3 separate regions of the Mus musculus genome follow, and all the other regions are linked to region 1. The links are chromatin contacts, called in public Hi-C maps. All regions are on one chromosome and are shown on one strand. The core of a region is the stretch at or near the end of the contact, and the rest is flanking DNA. Distances in the headings are between cores, read along the strand shown.

Region 1 (2,829 bases), core at 4-2,503:
TACCATGAGCAGGGGGAAGTAAGATATAACCTGTAGACCTGTGTTCTATAAAGGGACACCCCCCCACCTCCCACTTTCTCCTTGGCTGGTTGGTCTGTAGTATAGCTTTGCTGTATGCATTTGTTCTCAAGTTCCAAAGGTGAGTCCAAGGCCAGGCCAGACTAAGAACTGCAGTCGTTTGGAATGAGGCAGAGTTCCACTGGATCAGGCTCTTCTTCAGGGTATGAGCTGAGGAGGAGCCAGTGAGTGGCAGGTGGGGATGATTATGCCAGGTAGAAGGAACAAGGACAAAGGCTCTGAGTGGGTGACCTCAAGGCCCAGACTGTAGACACTAAACCTAACATCCCAGGGATCCTCTTGCCCCCATGGCTCCTGCTTCTCTCTTGGGACACAGACCCTATACTTGGGACATGGATCCTGTACTCTCTTGGGACATGCAAGCTGTACTTTGTAGGACCCAGTAGCACCAGGGCTGGGGAGGGGGTAGCTGCTGTATATAGTTTTGAGCCATGGGTTCAGTGACTTGAGTGCATGCCAGGCCAGGGTGATCATGGTAGCCTTCCCACTGCCACTGCCACCTGCTCACCATCTGCCTGAGAAGAGCCTGTCCCATCTTCTGTTGCTGCCAGTGTCTATGGCTGGGACAGTGACTATGCATGGGACTGGGGGTTCTTGGCTGTGTGCTTATTGCCAGCTGAGCCTGAGGCGTAGGGCCAGGATAGCCTCCACTGTGGGCCCAGAGGTATCCTCCCACTCTCTTGCCTGTAGGAGCCTCAGGCCCCTCTCCAGTAGCTGGAAGGCTGAGTCCCTGTCTGTCTGGTTCTTTATATGAGTCCATCCCCCACACAGAGGTTTCTGAGAGGGGAGAGTGAGAGGAAATGTGTGCTTTGAGGAGCTATCTGGCTCCCCCCCCCCCCCATGCCACAGTGACTCAGGGCCCGCTTTCTGAAAGCCGGTGTCTGGAATGGAAAGTGTAATAGGAATTCTCACTCACGGTATTGAGCACGTTCTCCAGGCTTCAAGCTAAGTGTTTTATATTCATGATCACATATAATGTTCCCAAGAACCCTGTGAGATTAGTACAATTGTCATTACACTCCCTTTTATCAGATAGGGAAGGCAGACTTGGAAAAGAAGGAAATAGGCCTGAGACTTCACAGCAGTTAGTGAAACAGGCGGCCAACAGATGAGCCCAGACGGCTGAGTACATATTCAGCACCAGGCACCTCTATGCTGGACCATTTGGTCTGCTCCTCTGAAAACCTGGGCTCTGGAGTGGAGTGGACTGGAGCTGAGTCTAGGCAGGCAGCTACATGCCGTAAGGAAATGACTGGTCCTTGTTGACCTTGTTTTTATGTCCCATGAAATAGGAGTGAGGTAGAGTATGACTAATCCAGGAATTCAAAGTACAATGACACATTTGGGTGCTGATACACCAGAAGTGGAAAAAAATTCTACCCTTGACTTCAGGTCATGGTCCAAATGAGGGTATAGTAAAAATGCCTTCAATGACAGCCTATGTATATATATAAACCAGGTTAATTTCATTATTAGATTTGGGTTCTGTTTCCTAGATATCTTTGAGTGTGACTGTGTGTGAGAGCATGTGTGTGAGAGAGTGTGTGTGAGTGTGTGTGTGTATGGTGTATGCCACAGTGCAATTGTGGAGGTTAGTGGATAACATTGTGGAGTTAGTCCTTTTATCCCTCCTTTACAATGTGGTGGTTTGAATACATTTGGCTCCCAGGTGTTTAAACGCTTGGCACATGGGAGTGACACTATTAGGAGGTGTGGCTTTACTGAAATAGGCATGGCCTTGTTGGAGGAAGTGTGTTACTGTGTAAGTGGACTTTGAGGCTTCCTATGCTCAGGTTCTGCCCAGTGAGGAAGAGACTCTCTTCCTAGTTGCCTGCATAGGGCAGTCTCCTCCTGGCTGCCTGCAGAGGGCAGTCCCCTCCTGGCTGCCTGCAGAGGGCAGTCCCCTCCTGGCTGCCTGCAGAGGGCAGTCCCCTCCTGGCGGCCTGCAGAGGGCAGTCTCCTCCTGGCAGCCTTTGGATCAAGATACAGAGATCTCAACTCCTCAAGCACCATGTCTACCTGCTTCCCGCCATGATGATAATGAACTGAACCTCTGAAACTGTAAGCCAGCCCCAACTAATGTCCTTTATAAGACTTGCCTTGGTTATAGTGTCTCTTGGCACCAACGGATATCCTAAGATCCATGGGTTCTGGATATCCAAGTTATGTCACTACATTTGTGTGGTAAGTGCCTTTGCCCATGGAGTTAACTCAGTGGCCCGTCTCTTACTGGGACCTGAGTCTTGACCACTTGTCTAGGCAGGCTGATCAACAAGCTCTAACCATATGACTGCCTCTGATGCCCAGTTCTGAGATGATAAGTTAGCATCATGATGCCTGGCTTTGTCATGGGTTCTGGGACCCACACTCAGGTCTTCAGCCCCAAGATAGTTTAGTATGCACATGCAAGTATTATAAGATCCAGAAACATCTGAAATCTGAGATGCTTCTGGTCTCAAGCATTTCATATAAGGGATGCTTAATCTCTATTTGCCCCAAGCGGAATGAATTACCATTGTAAATCACATTACTTTCAAGGTACCTCTTAGGCGATGCAGCCCCGTAAGAAAGTGGCAGTGATGACCATGACTAGGGTCTGAGGCAGGGCTGGGTATGCTAGATAGTTCAGGGATACATGCATGCATGATAGTGGTACTATAGAGATAATTATGAAGAGAAGAATAAGAGAACCTCAAAAAGGATCCAATGGGACCCCCACCCCACCCCCGCCAGCCCTGGCCTGTATACTCT
Region 2 (2,777 bases), core at 152-2,651, 360 kb after region 1:
CGCAGTGATACAGGAATTGATAAAATACCTGAGAGTGGAGCGGGTAGAGTGACCTAAAGTCACTTACAGTATGCCCTTAATAGGGAATGCAAGACCTCGGTCCCTGGCTACTCATTTCATGATGTGTGACCTCTTCCCTGCCATTGTTATCCCCTATGACGTGACATGCCAGGGCCTCCTTGTCAGATCCTGTACACATACACACACACATACACACACACAGATTCCTAGACATGTGAGCTGAATAAACCTCTTCACTTTATAAAGTTGGTCTGCCTTGCCTATTTCATGATAATAGTTTTTTATTTATTTATAAAGACTCCTCCTGGTATCGTTAGTATATAAACCAGCAAGCGCCAGAGCAAAGAGAAGCAGGAAGACCAAGATTCAGAGATCGTGGTTGGCAGTTTCCTATTTGTGTTAGAATGTAGAAGCCACAGTATGGGGGACAGATGGCTGAGCACTTGGGTGCAGGGATGTCTACAAGACTATGAGAGACAGGGCTGAGGTCTGTGCTGCAGGCATGAAAGGGAAAGAGAGGCTGTTCTGTGGAGATTTCTTTCTGACAGCAGCTTCTTCATCACCTCCAGTGCAAGCTGGTCATTTAGAGGAAGCCAAGTGGACAGTCATTCTGGTATCAAAAGTATTGGCTCAACATATACAATCAATCCTCTAAACAAACAAAAATCACAAATCAGACAACACAAAACAATAACCAAAAGCCCAAACAAACCCGCCAATGTTGAATGCAGTCATCAAGTGACCCTGACTCTTTGCCATCTCTTCCTCGACCCCATTCCTAATGCTACTGTCTGCGCACCCCAAAGGCCCCCCACCTCCTCACAGTATGTGAAGGCATGCCATGTCCCAGACCTCACGGTAAACACTGAGGGTAAACACTGGCTTGCTTTCCAGGGCGAGTTGGAACAGCCGCACTGAAATGCCACCCACCCGTCCACGCGCTGAAGTTCCACGGAAGCCTTTCAGCTCCTGCTCTCTCCACAAAGAGCGCCGGGAAGATGGTTTCCTCTAGACTCTTCACATTTCCAAGGTCACCTGCATCTAGGGACAAGTCATAGGAGTGGCTAGGATGTTGCCAAAAGTGTCAGAGGAGGCAGCACCTGTCGGCCCCTAATCCAGGGCTGCTTGCCCTGTGCAGGAAACGTCCCTGCTGGGGTCCTTGCAGACACTCCAGCCAGGCCCTAATTAGTGCTGAGCAAGTGCTGCAGTCCCTGCCTCCTCTTGGCTGCCCATATGGCTGGACCCTGCCCCTCACCTCACGGCTGGCAGGAAAGATGAGAAGCCTGTCTGTCTCCTTTCTCTTCTTCACAGATCAACCATGCGGTACATTTCCCTCCCAGCCCAAGCCTGCACAGCCTGCCCTGTATATCCACCGGCTCAGCATTCACAGTGCCAACTAACCTTGAACTGAAAAACATTCAGAAAACAATTGCATCGCCACTCAAAGGCCCAGCCCTTTTCTTTTGGTCACGATTTCCCTAAACAATGGTAGTATACGGTGACTAGTTATGTAATGTTATATTTTACACATAACCTAGAGATGATTTAGGAGATATGAGAGGAATGACTTGTTAAAGGTAAATGGTGTGCCATTCTATAAAAGGCTGGAAAGTACATGGACTCTGATATCTACCGGAGGAGCACTGTCCTTACAGCCTGTCCCTCCCCGCCCCTGTAGTCTAAGGGACAATTGCACTCTGGAACCTAGAACCTAGGAATGTTGGAAGAGGACAGAACAGAAAATTCAGCTTCCCTCCCACGTTTTCCTGATCTAACTGTGCCTCTCGGCTTTACTGAAATTCTTAAGAGCTGTGGCTGGGCCCATCTGCCTGTTCCTTAGTGCTGTAACCCCGGTCTTTCATTCCAAGTAGATGGAGACATGGGCTTGACATTTCTGAAACCCTAGAGAGAACTATTCTTCTTCTAAGCTGTGGGCCTTGAGGATGGTGAAGGGACTGCTTGTATTTCTGTCTGGTGATAACCTCTCCCACAGGGTGGCAGCTCCAGGAAGGAGGCCACTGTAGGACTCCACAGAATGACAGACGCAGGCCCCCAGCCATGTCTTGGATCACAGGAGCCTGGGAATACAATGGGATTAGAGCCATCTTCTCTGTTTGAGTCTGGCTACAGAGGCAGGAAAAATAACCACCTGGCTCTCTTCTCTCCCGCCAATGAGATTTTAATTCCTCCCAACTCTCCTACTTCAGGCCTTGGCTCACATCGTGTCCTCTGCCTGGATTCCTGTGCCAACTGCCTCCCAGTGTGGTCTTAGCTGGCTTCCTTTTCCTCTTCCTCTCAGCTTATGTGTTTCTGCTTCTGAGAACCTTCCCTGTCCTCACTGGCCGGCTCAAAGGCAGCTCTGGGCTCTTCCACCACCACACCCCATTCTCTCTTCAGGTTTACCCCCACCACCACCACCACACTGCAGTTATGTTCTGTTACCGTAAAGTGGGGTACCCAGTAACCGTGCAGCGGACCTTTGTGGAATAAGCTCTCTAGGCAGATGGCAAGACAGTTGTACTCATAGATGAAAGGCTACGATGGAAGACAAGAGCTTTCAGGGTCAGGTAGCCTGCGTTCAAGTCTCAGCTATGACATCAGGATGTGGGAACCATAACATATGACAAAAAAAGCCTTGGTGGACTCATGCACAGACTAGGCACAGCATGCCCCAAGGGCCAACAGGAAACTACTCCTACTGGCATGGGGTCCAGAAGGGTTTTCCCAAGTCATTTTTTCAGGCTATGGAAGATGCC
Region 3 (3,093 bases), core at 317-2,816, 440 kb after region 1:
CAAGCACGAGACAGAGAAGCATCACAATGTCGCCTAATGAACGCCCTTCACAGAGCATGCACCTTAGCCCTGACAAAGTCTGTGCCATGTGGGGTGGGACCAGGGATGCTGCTGAGGAAGCTTCTGATCATAGGGAAGACGGAACAGAAAGGCTGGGAAGTAGGACAGGAAACGCTCCAACCCGCTGCCTGCCTCTACGATGGTCTGACCCCAATACTTGAGATCTTATTTCTAATTGTTAAAAAGGATGGCGAAATCATACCACATGAAATTAGCTGTCCTCTCAGTTTCTAAGCACACAGTTCGGAGGTAGGAGGCACAGTCATGTGGACTGTATTCTCCTGGCTGTAGGACGAATCTCCAGGACACTTCCGTCTCACACAATTATACTATCCATTTAACAACTCCCTGATTTTCCCTTCTAACATCCCGGGTAGACACCATTCTACATTCAGTATCCATTAGTTGCTTTCTGCTTAAATAAAAAAATAAAATCACGTTTGACATCGTGTTTGCACACTCTTATCATGAAACTGGAGGACTCAAGGCAGAGGAACCTAGTTCCCTGCTTAGAGCAGCTCCTATGTGTTCAGTGATAAGTCTCTTCATAGCATATAGAGGTCACTGGTCCCACTGAAGGCATGGTGTTAGGACTGAGGCTCATCAGTGCTGGTTTTAGGCTTGGCTGGATTATTCTCTCACTGTAGAGCTAAGGACAAGTTACTAAGCCCTTTGACCCTCTGTTTTCCAAATGCAAATGACACTACTCCTCTGGTTCCAGGAAGAACTGGCCTAGAACATGTGGAATACTGAATGTCACATGAAGGCCCTCGTGATAATGATGCTAGGGATGGCTGCTCCCAACCTCTGCTCTGCATACCAAATGCTATGTTTCCTGCGGCCCTGGCAGTCTCTCCAAGTAGAGCTTAAGGCTGGGTTGTTATTGTCCTCTTGCCTCTTACATAATAAATTCAAAGCCAAGTATCCAGGCCAGACCGAGGCCACATCATCTCTCAGGGGTGCTGTAGCAGGATCTGGTCATAGTTAGCTAGCTTCAGGTCCTGAATCAGGGCACTCAAAACCTTCACAGAATAAAAGTACCCGGGCCCATTCCCAATCTACAATTCTTCTGCTTCTTTTCATCTACAGTTGCGACTTCTTCCACCCTCTCCAGACACTGATCTGCTCTGAGCACTCTGCCTTTCCTGAAAAGGACTCTCTTGGGGACCCTTTGGACAAGAACTGAGTCCCTCTTTGGTTCTGTCTGGAGCCACCCTTGTCATCATAATTGCACAAAGTCTGGGAAGAATTCAGTTCAGACACCCAACTCTCGGTCTAGGCAAAACCCCTAGAGTCTAGCCCACTGCCTCTTATAGTAGTGGACAGAGTATTTAGTGTGCTAAAAGCCCTAGACTAGCAGCTAAAAATAAAGCCAGCCTGGCTCTGAGGCTCCCGGAAGGAAAGGAATAGTTTTCATTTCTTTGCCGGTATTTATGGCTGGACAAAAATAAAAACACAACCAAATTTAGCCAATTGTGCTTTGCCGGCTGCTTCTCAACCCCTGAATGAGGATTCCTGGCGGCCAGGCTGGGCTCTGATCCCAGTAGCCCCAGGGCCTTTCCACCGTTGACTGGTTGGTTCGCGTGCCAATTCTCCATATCAGAAGCTTAATGTTGTATTTCTAGATCACTCTAAGACTTATTCTGTTTTCCTTGGTGAAACAATTGGACAATGGTCTTCTGCTTGGCTCCCTGTGGGAGCACTAGACTGGTTTGAAAGTCAAACTTCAAGCAAGGAGGCCAGTTATCCGAGTTATTGAGTATGGAATAGAGAGAAACAAGCTGTTCTCCTGAAAGTTGCAGATGGTGGTTGGCCTTGATGCTTTGATGCCACCTGCTTTGATGTGACTCTGGCACTGGAGGTGGCCATCTCTAGCCACTGTTCGAGTTAGAATGAACAGTGGGCTGAATGTAGAGCCGAATGGACCTGGGTGAGGCCAGCAGAGATAAGGTCAGCAGGAGGCAAGGCAGGTTAAGCTAGGAGAGGGCCCATGCATGTGCCTCCTTTTCTTCTATGAGCAGAAGCACCTCTGAGCTTTGCTCTGGATCAAGGTCAAAGCCTCCTGGTTGCTGAGTTGCCCTCATAGTTTTTCGACTTCAACTGTGGAGCTTTAAGAAACACAGCTTGTCTTTGTAAAGGGGTTGTTGAAGACCATCTTGCATTTAGCCATGCGTGCAACACATGTTCAGAAGCTTTGACCACTGTTGAACTGAACCATTTCAGTGATCCACAGACCGATCCGTGTATCTGTCCATTAAACTCTCCTTCCACCCTGCCATCTCTCCAGCTCTTTTAAAATAAAAGCCTGAACGAAAAGACGAATGAGATACAATCTCTTCTTTAAGACCATGTGTGGTTGAGGAAGACAGATGTGAAGTATAAAATGACACCATGATCTTGTAAGCAGAGGTGTGACAGGGACATGGAGGAGGGGCAGCTAGGTAGTCCTAGTTTAACAGTGTCCCAAAGAAAGAGAGTCTGAGTTCCAGTTGGAAGGATAAGTGGGTCTCTTCAGAAGCCACACCCTAGGCTTAGAGTCTATGCATTCCTGTAGATGGCAGAGTCTACGGGCTGTGTTGGGGGCAGTCTTGTACTGCTTTTGTGAGGAAGTTGGGAGCAGCCTTTATGTAAGATAAGCAACAGAAAGAGTATCATCAAGAAAGCGACCATCTGGTTAGAATTTGAAGAAGTCCTCTCCGGTGGCAGTAGAGTTGAGGACCACCTATAGAGCAGTCCTCTCTGACTTGGAAGGGGGCGACACAGAAATTAAGGAGGACAGTTAAGAGGGCTCTAGAGTTATGAGTGTAGGCTTCGTTAGTAATAATTAAGCACCAATGCAGAGACAGAAACCAGGTGTAACCAGTAGGTTTGTGAGTGAAGGCCTTTATGGGATGAGGGACTGGCAGCAATGAAGGGAGTAAAAGTGGCCCTCTGAGCTCAAGCTTGGGTAATGTATCAGTCAAAGACACTAGCCATCAGTGAGCAAGGAGAAGAGAAAAGGGAAGAGCGGGGTACAGAAGGGGAGTGTGCTAC

What was found. A called contact is a pair of places that touch in the nucleus more often than the background predicts.
Region 2: a contact with region 1 is called in a Hi-C map of cerebellum, with 1.7 times the contacts expected there. The contact joins two enhancer-like sites. A contact is called at or near these places in 4 of 484 Hi-C or Micro-C datasets (cerebellar granule neurons, cerebellum and nephron progenitors).
Region 3: a contact with region 1 is called in a Hi-C map of cerebellum, with 1.5 times the contacts expected there. The contact joins two enhancer-like sites.

Annotation. Positions count from the first base shown.
Region 1 is chr11:35,666,740-35,669,568 of GRCm38.p6, reverse strand. All of the region lies in intron 26 of Slit3 (slit guidance ligand 3), which reads right to left. All of the region lies in intron 2 of Gm46278 (a long non-coding RNA gene), which reads left to right. Among named protein-coding and RNA genes, the nearest start is that of Gm46278, 8.5 kb to the left of the region's middle. Within about 2 kb of position 1,253, at least 24 of the 459 cell types and tissues checked have an H3K27ac peak or open chromatin away from gene starts, as enhancers often do. A contact at or near this core is called in cerebellar granule neurons and cerebellum, where this site is marked.
Region 2 is chr11:35,303,790-35,306,566 of GRCm38.p6, reverse strand. The region is part of intron 4 of Slit3 (slit guidance ligand 3); the gene reads right to left. It overlaps Gm46277 (a long non-coding RNA gene), which reads right to left. Exons shown (of 2, transcript XR_003949657.1): 1 at 1-2,777. Among named protein-coding and RNA genes, the nearest start is that of Gm46277, 17 kb to the right of the region's middle. Within about 2 kb of position 1,401, at least 14 of the 459 cell types and tissues checked have an H3K27ac peak or open chromatin away from gene starts, as enhancers often do. A contact at or near this core is called in cerebellar granule neurons and cerebellum, where this site is marked.
Region 3 is chr11:35,230,359-35,233,451 of GRCm38.p6, reverse strand. The region is part of intron 3 of Slit3 (slit guidance ligand 3); the gene reads right to left. Among named protein-coding and RNA genes, the nearest start is that of Gm33453, 5.7 kb to the right of the region's middle. Within about 2 kb of position 1,566, at least 29 of the 459 cell types and tissues checked have an H3K27ac peak or open chromatin away from gene starts, as enhancers often do. A contact at or near this core is called in cerebellum, where this site is marked.